Linked DNA regions of Mus musculus: region 1 is linked to region 2. A link is a contact called in public HiChIP or PLAC-seq data. All regions are on one chromosome and are shown on one strand. Each heading gives the region's core, a stretch centred on a gene start, on an enhancer-like site or on the middle of the called end of the contact. The rest is flanking DNA. Distances are from core to core; before and after follow the strand shown. Region 1 has its middle 24 kb from the start of Gm51294. Region 2 overlaps Tmem132b (transmembrane protein 132B).

Evidence for each region. HiChIP or PLAC-seq counts read pairs in DNA pulled down with a chosen protein or histone mark.
Region 1: a contact with region 2 is called in an H3K27ac HiChIP or PLAC-seq map of VIP interneurons, with 2.0 times the contacts expected there. The contact joins two enhancer-like sites. A contact is called at or near these places in 10 of 484 Hi-C or Micro-C datasets (the HL-1 cell line, cerebral cortex, cortical glia and 3 more), 1 of 115 datasets of contacts at active chromatin or transcription factors (VIP interneurons) and 2 of 9 other capture datasets (liver and pancreatic islet).

What each region holds. Positions count from the first base shown.
Region 1 is chr5:125,803,175-125,807,453 of GRCm38.p6, reverse strand. No RefSeq gene overlaps it. Among named protein-coding and RNA genes, the nearest start is that of Gm51294, 24 kb to the right of the region's middle. Within about 2 kb of position 1,978, at least 19 of the 459 cell types and tissues checked have an H3K27ac peak or open chromatin away from gene starts, as enhancers often do. A contact at or near this core is called in VIP interneurons, where this site is marked.
Region 2 is chr5:125,624,228-125,628,484 of GRCm38.p6, reverse strand. The region is part of intron 2 of Tmem132b (transmembrane protein 132B); the gene reads right to left. Among named protein-coding and RNA genes, the nearest start is that of Tmem132b, 94 kb to the right of the region's middle. Within about 2 kb of position 2,139, at least 9 of the 459 cell types and tissues checked have an H3K27ac peak or open chromatin away from gene starts, as enhancers often do. A contact at or near this core is called in VIP interneurons, where this site is marked.

The DNA of each region.
Region 1 (4,279 bases), core at 729-3,228, 180 kb before region 2:
GAATCATCTCTCTAAGACCCAGAATCTATGCTCTGACCCTGGAGATGCTTCTACAAAGCCTATGGGAGATTTGATGGCGATCCTTAAGAATAGACTTCACCCTATCAATGAAGAGGATGCCATAGCTGGTGATGCTATAGAAACTAGGAGACTCTAAAAGAAAGTGCCTTAGTACAGGAGGGTCCTATGAGGACCAAGACTGGAGGAGCACCCTGAACTGGATAGAGGATGGGTTGGGCCATTGCAGCAGATAGAGGCATGATGGTACTGAGGACATTTGAGTAATCCCGTGAACTATCCAGTTTGGGGTCTTATCCAGTTAGGTTTCCATTGCTGTGAACAGACACCATGACCAAGGCAACTCATATAGGACAACATTTAATTGGGGCTGACTTACAGGTTCAAAGGTTCAGACCATCATCGTCAAGGTAGGAACATGGCAGCATGCAGGCATATATGGTGCTAGAGAAGGAGCAGAGAGTTCGCTATCTTCATCTAAAGGAAGACAGGAGCAGTCTTTCTCCCATGTGGCTAGAATGAGGGTTTCAAAAACTCACCCCACAGTGACACATTTCCTCCAACAAGGCCATACCACTTCCTAATAGTGCCACTTCCTGGGCCAAGCGTATTCGAACCACCACAGGGTCTCTTCACATATATGATAATTACAACATTGTTTTAAAGTCTTGCTTAAAGACCCGTGATGTTTGTGTGAAGAACATTAGTTAGTAATAGGTGGCTCCAAAACCCCAAGAACATGAAGGCCTGAATGCTGAAGTATCTCCCTGAAGTGCGAAACTGACATGTCTGCACAGCCCTCCATGTTCTCTGCAACATCATGATGCTAAGTGTGTGCAGCTCCAGTGCCCGGCTTCATGAGTGCTGACATGTGTGGGCTCTCTTGAGCTGCACACTCATAGAGTCAGGCCTGAGCCTTCTGTACTTTTGCTTATGACTCAGAACTCTGGCCTCGATTGATGGGCAAGTGGGCAAGTGGTTTCATGAAGAAAGATTACTGGGTGCAGCCAAAGGCATGGAGGTCTGTGATTTAATTACAGAGTTGAGGGAATCTGGCTGGTTTCTTCCCATACTATGTGAGAGACGCAGTCACTCTGCACAAGCCACTTGCACAGGGAAAAGGCACAAGGGACACTTGTTTTCTCTAGACTGGATCAGATGAGCCCTGATCAGATTTAAATACCCATATTACTGGGGAATAACTGCTTTTCAGTTCAGAGATGCACATGCTGCTGCTGCTGCTGCTGCTGCTGCTGCTGCTGCTGCTGCTGCTGCTGCTGCTGCTGCTGCTGCTGCTGCTCCTCCTCCTCCTCCTCCTCCTTCTTCTTTTGGTTTTGTCGAGACCTGGTTTCTCTGTGTAGCCCTGGCTGTCCTGATTCACTCTGTAGACCAGGCTGGCCTCGAACTCAGAAATCTGCCTGCCTCTGCCTCCCAAGTACTGGGACTAAAGGCATGTGCCACCACTGCCCAGCCGATGTGCATGCTTCTTAAGCACCCAGAAGGATATCAGGCAGATCTAGATGTTTGGTATCAGAATACCTCTCTTCCTGTGGAGTCCTCTCGTGACCACTATAGTGACCTCATGATCACAAGTTCACCATTCTGCTTGGCCCCATAACAGACCAAGAAGAACACATGATTTGGGAAGATGAGATGGGCAGATTTTAGACCATCTCATATGCACAGCAAAGAGCAGCATTGAGAGGACTAGAGAAGATGTTGGCTGACCCCAGGCCTTTTCTCACAGAAACAGCTGACAACCGCCCCACAATGTTCCAGTTATGGGTGTTCCCTGCAATAACAGAGAGTTTAAAATAGCACCCTTGCCTCCCCCTTCCTCCCCCAAGTGATGGGCGGCAGGCCCACGGGCCACCAGGCTTCCTGTAGGAGAAGCCTCTCTGCTTCCCTCAGAGCAGCTCTCCAAGAAAATAAATAGCATGTGCTCATTATTCAAATGAGGCTTAATTAATGCAGAACTCGCCCCCAAACTTTCCAAGACACCCATGGTAATGAGCTCCCAGCTCTCCTCCCCTCCAGCTTGTGATGTCAAGCTGAAGAGCTGCATGTGACAATAGTGCTGAGATGCTAAGAACCGGACTGCAATTTGACCCTGGGGTTTCTCAGCTTGCTGAAGTATCTCAGCCTCAAGCCTGTGTGTCAGTCCTCCTTTCTGGAGTAAAGGTGATGGAGTTGGTGATGGAGAGGACCCAGAGAGCCTCTAGGGTTATAAAAGAGACTCAGTCAACACAAAGGACTTTGAGGCTGTCTCTAACTTACATACCTGAACCAGCCCCAGCCCTTATTTTCAGCCAAAATATTTCATAAATGGTACAGCAAGAGATACTGAGTCACCCTGACCTTTATTCATGGGCTCACATCCTTGTTCAACTGAGAAGACACCTCCAGAGTCCTGGAGGGAGCAACGTTATGCCTGGGGTTCGAGCAAGACAGGATACAGGGACTAGAAAGTTAAAGCTGACAGTGAAATGGAGAAGCCTGTCCTCTAGGATCTAGCCCATGTCTCCTGATGACTGGGCATCAGAAACATCAATGCAACTGACCCAGCCAACGCTGCCTGCAGAGATAGTGCATGTTTTCCTAACGATATCTCAGTCGAGGCTGAGAAAAGAAACACATGGGCCTGAAGAGATAGCCCATCAGTTAAGAGCATGTTCTAAACTCGCAGGGAACCCAAGTTCTGTTCTTAAGATCCACTTAAGCAGCTCACAGCTGCCTGTAAATCCAGCTCCAGGGAATCTGACGCCCTCTTCTGGACTCCAACAGCATCTGCAAGCAACACACACACACACACACACACACATACACAGTTGAAACTGTCCTTACTAAGGGTTAGGAAGTACATGGCCTTGGGGTTCACACAGTTACTAGTCCACTCTCATCCCTAAACCCAAACAATGTAAGTTGTAATATCATCTTAGAACTTTACTTATAAAAAGAAAATCCCTTTAGAGAAACAAGTGAAGAGCTTGAGAGATGGGTCAGTCCTAAAAAGCAACAGCTGCTCTTGCAGAGAACCCGAGTTCCGTTCCCAGCACCCACATGGCAGCTCACAGACAACTGTAACTCTAGCTCCAACGGATCAGACACCCTCCTCTGATCTCTATGAGTACTGTATGCATATAGCACACATACATATATGCAGGCAAAACACTCAGACACATAAAATAATAAAATAAATCTAAAAAAAATTTTTTAAAAAAACAAGGAAATTCAATCACTATATTTTTACCTAATTTTTAAGTTTCACTTCATCCTTTAAACCTTGCTGTAAATTATACCTTCTGAACAATGGTGCCTGAAAAGCCACAGAATTGTGTATAAAATTCTCTCTAAATGCCCATGTTCAAATCAGAAACATTGACAGTTATTCTCTGTGTAATAAACTCACTGATTTCCCCCCGCCCCGTGGTGTAGTTAGGGGTCTAGCTTTACCTGAGTCAAGGTCTCTGAGTGGGACGGGAACTTCTCAGTCTCTGACTGCAGCGTCCAGTCTCCCCACCACGGTTGACAAAGGACAGAGTCCTCTGCAGGAGTCCCACAGACGCCAGATGCTGGTGCAATAATACAGCCTCTTGCTTTCCCCACCTGTGAGGTAAAGGTCTCCATTCACCTGTGATTCACCAAAGCAGGCTGGCCACCAGGAACAGTGGAGAACGTCCTACAGAAAAAGACAGCCTCTCTGGCCCTCTCCAAGGTCCTGAGAACATCCCTGGACTCCAGTCCACAGAGATGTGGGTAACCTGCCATTGTCAAAAGCCTCCCTGGGAACAGAGAAGGTAGACAGAGGAGGCAAACACTTTCCTTTTCTCCTGGATCCCATTCCTCCTGGTTCCCATTCCTTACATATTAAACACGCCACTTGCAGATTCATTGAACGAAACACCAGGGGCTGGGAGATAGCCTGTCACATTAGCGATTCAACGATCAGAATTCAAATCCCCAGCACTGGGGCACTCTGCCTGGAGCCTCAGTCCTTCCACCGTGGGCTCTGTCAACAGGAAGGCTTCCAGCCTTCCCTGCACAGGGCAATAATGCAGCCTTGCCCCCTTTCAGGCTTACGTTCACTTATTAATCAATAACCATGGGGCTCAGTGCAGAGGCCACCGGCTTGAAGAAGAGCATGAGAACACAGGGTGTTTGCGGATTCAGCCTGATCGCATGATGCTTCCGTGATGTCAGAGTCATGGCCTCCAGGACTACACCTGGATCCACTCTCTCTGATTTAACACCTTAATTGAAG
Region 2 (4,257 bases), core at 890-3,389:
GAAAGGGCCATTTAATTGCCCCTCCCCAAAGGGGTTAGGACTCACAGGTTGAGACCAGAGAGTTAGAGGGACGCACACCATCATCACTAGGCCTTTCTGGTCCTGGAAATCCCTAGATCATGCTGTACCATTTTGCTTTTTCCCAGGTACCATCTGTGTAACTACTTCCGATTTTTCTTTAAAACTGGCCGACTTTATATTACCTTCTCTAGGGAGAAAGCGACACATTCGCTCTTGCCATGAAAACCAAAGCAGCCTCACTTTTGGTAAAGGGAAAGAAAACCCTAAAATAAGTACAATGAAAACAGAACAATGTTACTGAATTCCAGCCAGACGCTGCAGTCTGCCAAGGGCTCAGAGCCTGGCCCGTGGGTTCTTGTTGTTCCCAACACAATAAAGCAACAGATGAGATTCACAGGTGGCTGTGGGGCACCATAGACCATCTCCCTAAAGTACCTGGGATGGAAGACAGACAGACCCCAGTGACCAAAGACCTGCCCTCCATATCCTTGCCTCCCTGTGCCTTCTGGATATCACCCTAACTCCACTTCCCCATGGCTGGTGCTTCCCCGAGTGTGAGGACACACTGCTGTGCAGATGGTGTGTAGCTAGCGTCATTACAGAACATGGTAACTTTTGGAAGGAGGGCGAACTAACAAAACACAGCATGAGAACAACACAGAGGTGAGTCTATGTTTGTGCTGGGTCTCACCCAACCAGGCTGCCTGTCCCGTCACCATAGTAACATGAAGCTGCTTCAGCAAAGTCAGTCAAACTTTCTACTTGGAGTTCCACTGCTCCGTGGGCTCCTTCAAGACCACAGCAGCCACCAGTTACAGAACAAGTCACCCGGGCTGATAATTATGTAACCCAGCGAGTGCCGCACACACCTGCGCCCTGCTTCCTTCTCTCCTGTATCAATACAGTTTCTTTTAAACTCAAAAGCAGAGGAGGGTGATGCTCTGTTCCTGACTGTAATTAACTCCAGAAATATGTGTCCTTTTGAAATGAGGTCAACCTCTGTGCACAGTTCTGCGGAGTCTCTGAGGAGACTGACACTGGGCCCTGAGAACTGACGATAGGGTGAACTACAGCCTCCCTGCCCATCTTGTGTGTGTGTGTGTGTGTGTGTGTGTGTGCGCGCACACACACACACACAAGCACAGCACATGGTCTCTCTGTGTGGCTGTCTCTGTGTTTCTCTCTTTCTTTTCTCCCTGTTTCTCTGTCTCTGTACATATATGTCTCTCTGTCTTTGTACATGTCTCTCTGTCTCTGCCTCTCTGTGTCTCTGTCTCTTCTTGTCTCTCTCTGTCTCTGTGTGTCTCTCTGTGTGTCTCTGTCTCTCTCTCTCTGTCACACACACACTCACACACACATGCACACACACCAGCCTGGAACCAGAAGAATAAACATGATGGTTAATCCTTGGAATCAACCCAAACTACTGGGCATTCCTAGAATTTTCTTGATCAAATTTCTTGAAGTGGAAGACTCCCACCAAACCTGGGCTGTACCTTTCTGGTGGCCACTCAGATGAAAGGACACACAGGAAGGAAACTTTGTTTTTTGAATGCTCACTCTCACTGGCTGGTTCATCTGTCCTGTCACTGTAGCTGGTATTAAATCCAGCGTCTTCTAGATCCCAACATGGGCTGAAGACCAGCAACTCTCCAGGAGTCCTCCAGGACTCACTTCAGCAACAGACTAGGACTGCAGAGACATCCAGCCTCGGGGTCTGATCAACCATGGATTCTCTGTCTTCCATCAGGAGACAGCTATTGTCAGACAACCCAGGCTGCATCCTGTGAGTCGGTCTAATAAATACCCTTCTATTCTATGTGTTCATCCTAGCCATTCCATCCCTTCAGAGAGCCCTGACTAATAAAGAGGAGACCATGGCTGACCTGTGAGTCCCACGGAGCCTCCCAGCCACACCTCCCCAGTGCTGGGATTATAATCTCACACCACATGCCTGGCTTTTTGGCATAGGTTCTGGGGATGGAACTCAAGTCCCCTGCTTGCAAAGCAAGAAATTCAACCACCTAAACTTTCTTCAAGCCCGCTTAGCATCTGAGTGAGTCCTGCATGCTCAAACGGGCACCCAGGACTGCTTATTCAAATGAGCCATCCAGTACTGTGTATTCAAGTGACTGTCCTCTTGGCCACAGGTTGGCCCCAAGCCTGAGGCTGATGTCGCACTAATTTCTCACCCATATTTATAGATAGACATGGCTTTTTTTTTTTTAATCTCAGCTCAACTATTCCAGTACATTGTGTCTTATCTAGATGCCGCAAAATTTCCATAACAGCAGAATTTACATACAGATGGCAAATAAATAAAGGTTGCCTGTGGCTTGGTCTGTGGTTCTTGTGGTCAGGGGGTCCTATTAGGGCTTTATGAACTCGCTCTGGTGATGGAATGTTCTATCGATCTTACAGATTGCTGTGGTGTGAACCAGCCCTGCTCCAAAATGAAATTAATTCTCAACAGTTCTTCTGCTATGTGAAGGCACCAAAATTGAGTTTCTTCTGTATGCAATGCTAGAAATATGTCTCATTTCTCCTTCAAGCCACAAAATGAGTGTCTCTCTCTCTCTCTCTCTCTCTCTCTCTCTCTCTCTCTCTCACATCCATTTCCCTTAATACCAAGAAATTGCAATTAGCCTATAGGGCACAGACTAATCAGCACAAAGATTGCCACATGGAAGTCAGTCTAGGTGAGAAAGGGGGAAGGGTCAGTTTCCACGATGCAAGACAAACTGGGAAAGCCAAATGCACTACAGAGCAGCTCTCAGAGCTCTCATGCTGTCTCTGGGAGTTGAACCTTGCAAGAAGCACTGAGATACTCAAGGGACCACACTGTTACTGAACCAGCTAGCTGCCTTCTGTGTCTGCATAGGGATGCTGCGTTTGTGAGTAAGCCAGATTAAGGTCTGTCCTCGATGGGCTACAGGACTGACTCCACCCAGGAAAATTTTAGTGGAAAGTCACAGATCTGACAGGAATAAGCCTCTGGTGATAGAGTGCTAGGGTGCTGGGGAAGGTCCAAGCTCCATTCTTTTTTTAAATTTATTTTTATTTATATGAGTACACCATAGCTGTCTTCAAACACACACCAGAAGACTGCATTGGATCCCATTACAGATAGTTGTGAACCATCATGTGCTTGCTGGGAACTGAACTCAGGACCTCTGGGAGAGCAGTCAGTGCTCTTAACCACTGAGCCATCTCTCCAGACCCTCCATTCTATTCTTAAACCTCTATGTCCAAAGGGCTTCCCTAAACAGGAAGCCCAGAATAAGACACACATGAGCTGTTTGTCCACTGAGCAGGGTTGCAACAAGTCAAGCCACAAACAGAGCTGCAAACGTCTACTCTGTTTTTGGATTTCGTTTGGTTTGGTTTGTATGAGGTAGAGTTTCTCTCTGTAGCCCTGGCTGTCCTGAAACTTGCTCTGTAGACCAGCCTCAAACTCAGAGATTCACCTGCCTCTGTCACAGGAGTGTTAGGATTAAAGGCATCGCCACCAGCACCCGGCAATGTCCACTCTTAAAAGCTCGGTGTAGGGAAGGAGAGGGCACGGGTGGCTTCGTTTGGGTTTCTGTTGCTGCAATGAAACACCATGACCAAAAGGCAAGTCAGGGAAGAAAGGGTTTATTCAGCTTACACTTCCACATTGCTGCTCATCACGAAAGGAAGTCAGGGCAGGAAACTAGAGCTGATTGATGCAGAGGCCATTGTGCGGTGCTGTTTACTGGCTTGCTCCCCATGCCTTGCTCAGCCTGCTTGCTTATAGAACCCAGGACCACCAGCCCAGGGATGGCACCACCCACCATGGGCTGGGCCCTCCCTCATTGATCACTAATTGAGAAAATGCCTTACAGATGGATCTTGTGGAGGCATTTCCTCATTGAAGACTCCTTCCTCTCTAATGACTCTTAACTTGTGTCAAGTAGACACACAAAACCAGCCAGTGCAAGGGGTTAGAGAGATTGGGTCACAACAAGACAAAGCACTAGGAATGACATGAAGAGAACAGCATTTGCTTTACCGAGGGAGTGTCTCCCCAGCCTCAGATCCTTCCCTCTCATACACCTCCGTGAACCCCGTCTCTTGCTTAAGCTCCTCCTCCTTCCATCTGGACTCACCTCTGTTGCTCACTCTCAAATTTTGCTTACCCTTCAGGGCTCTAGATGATACCCTATTGGCCTGTGGTGTATACACACACACACAAACACAAACACACACTATACA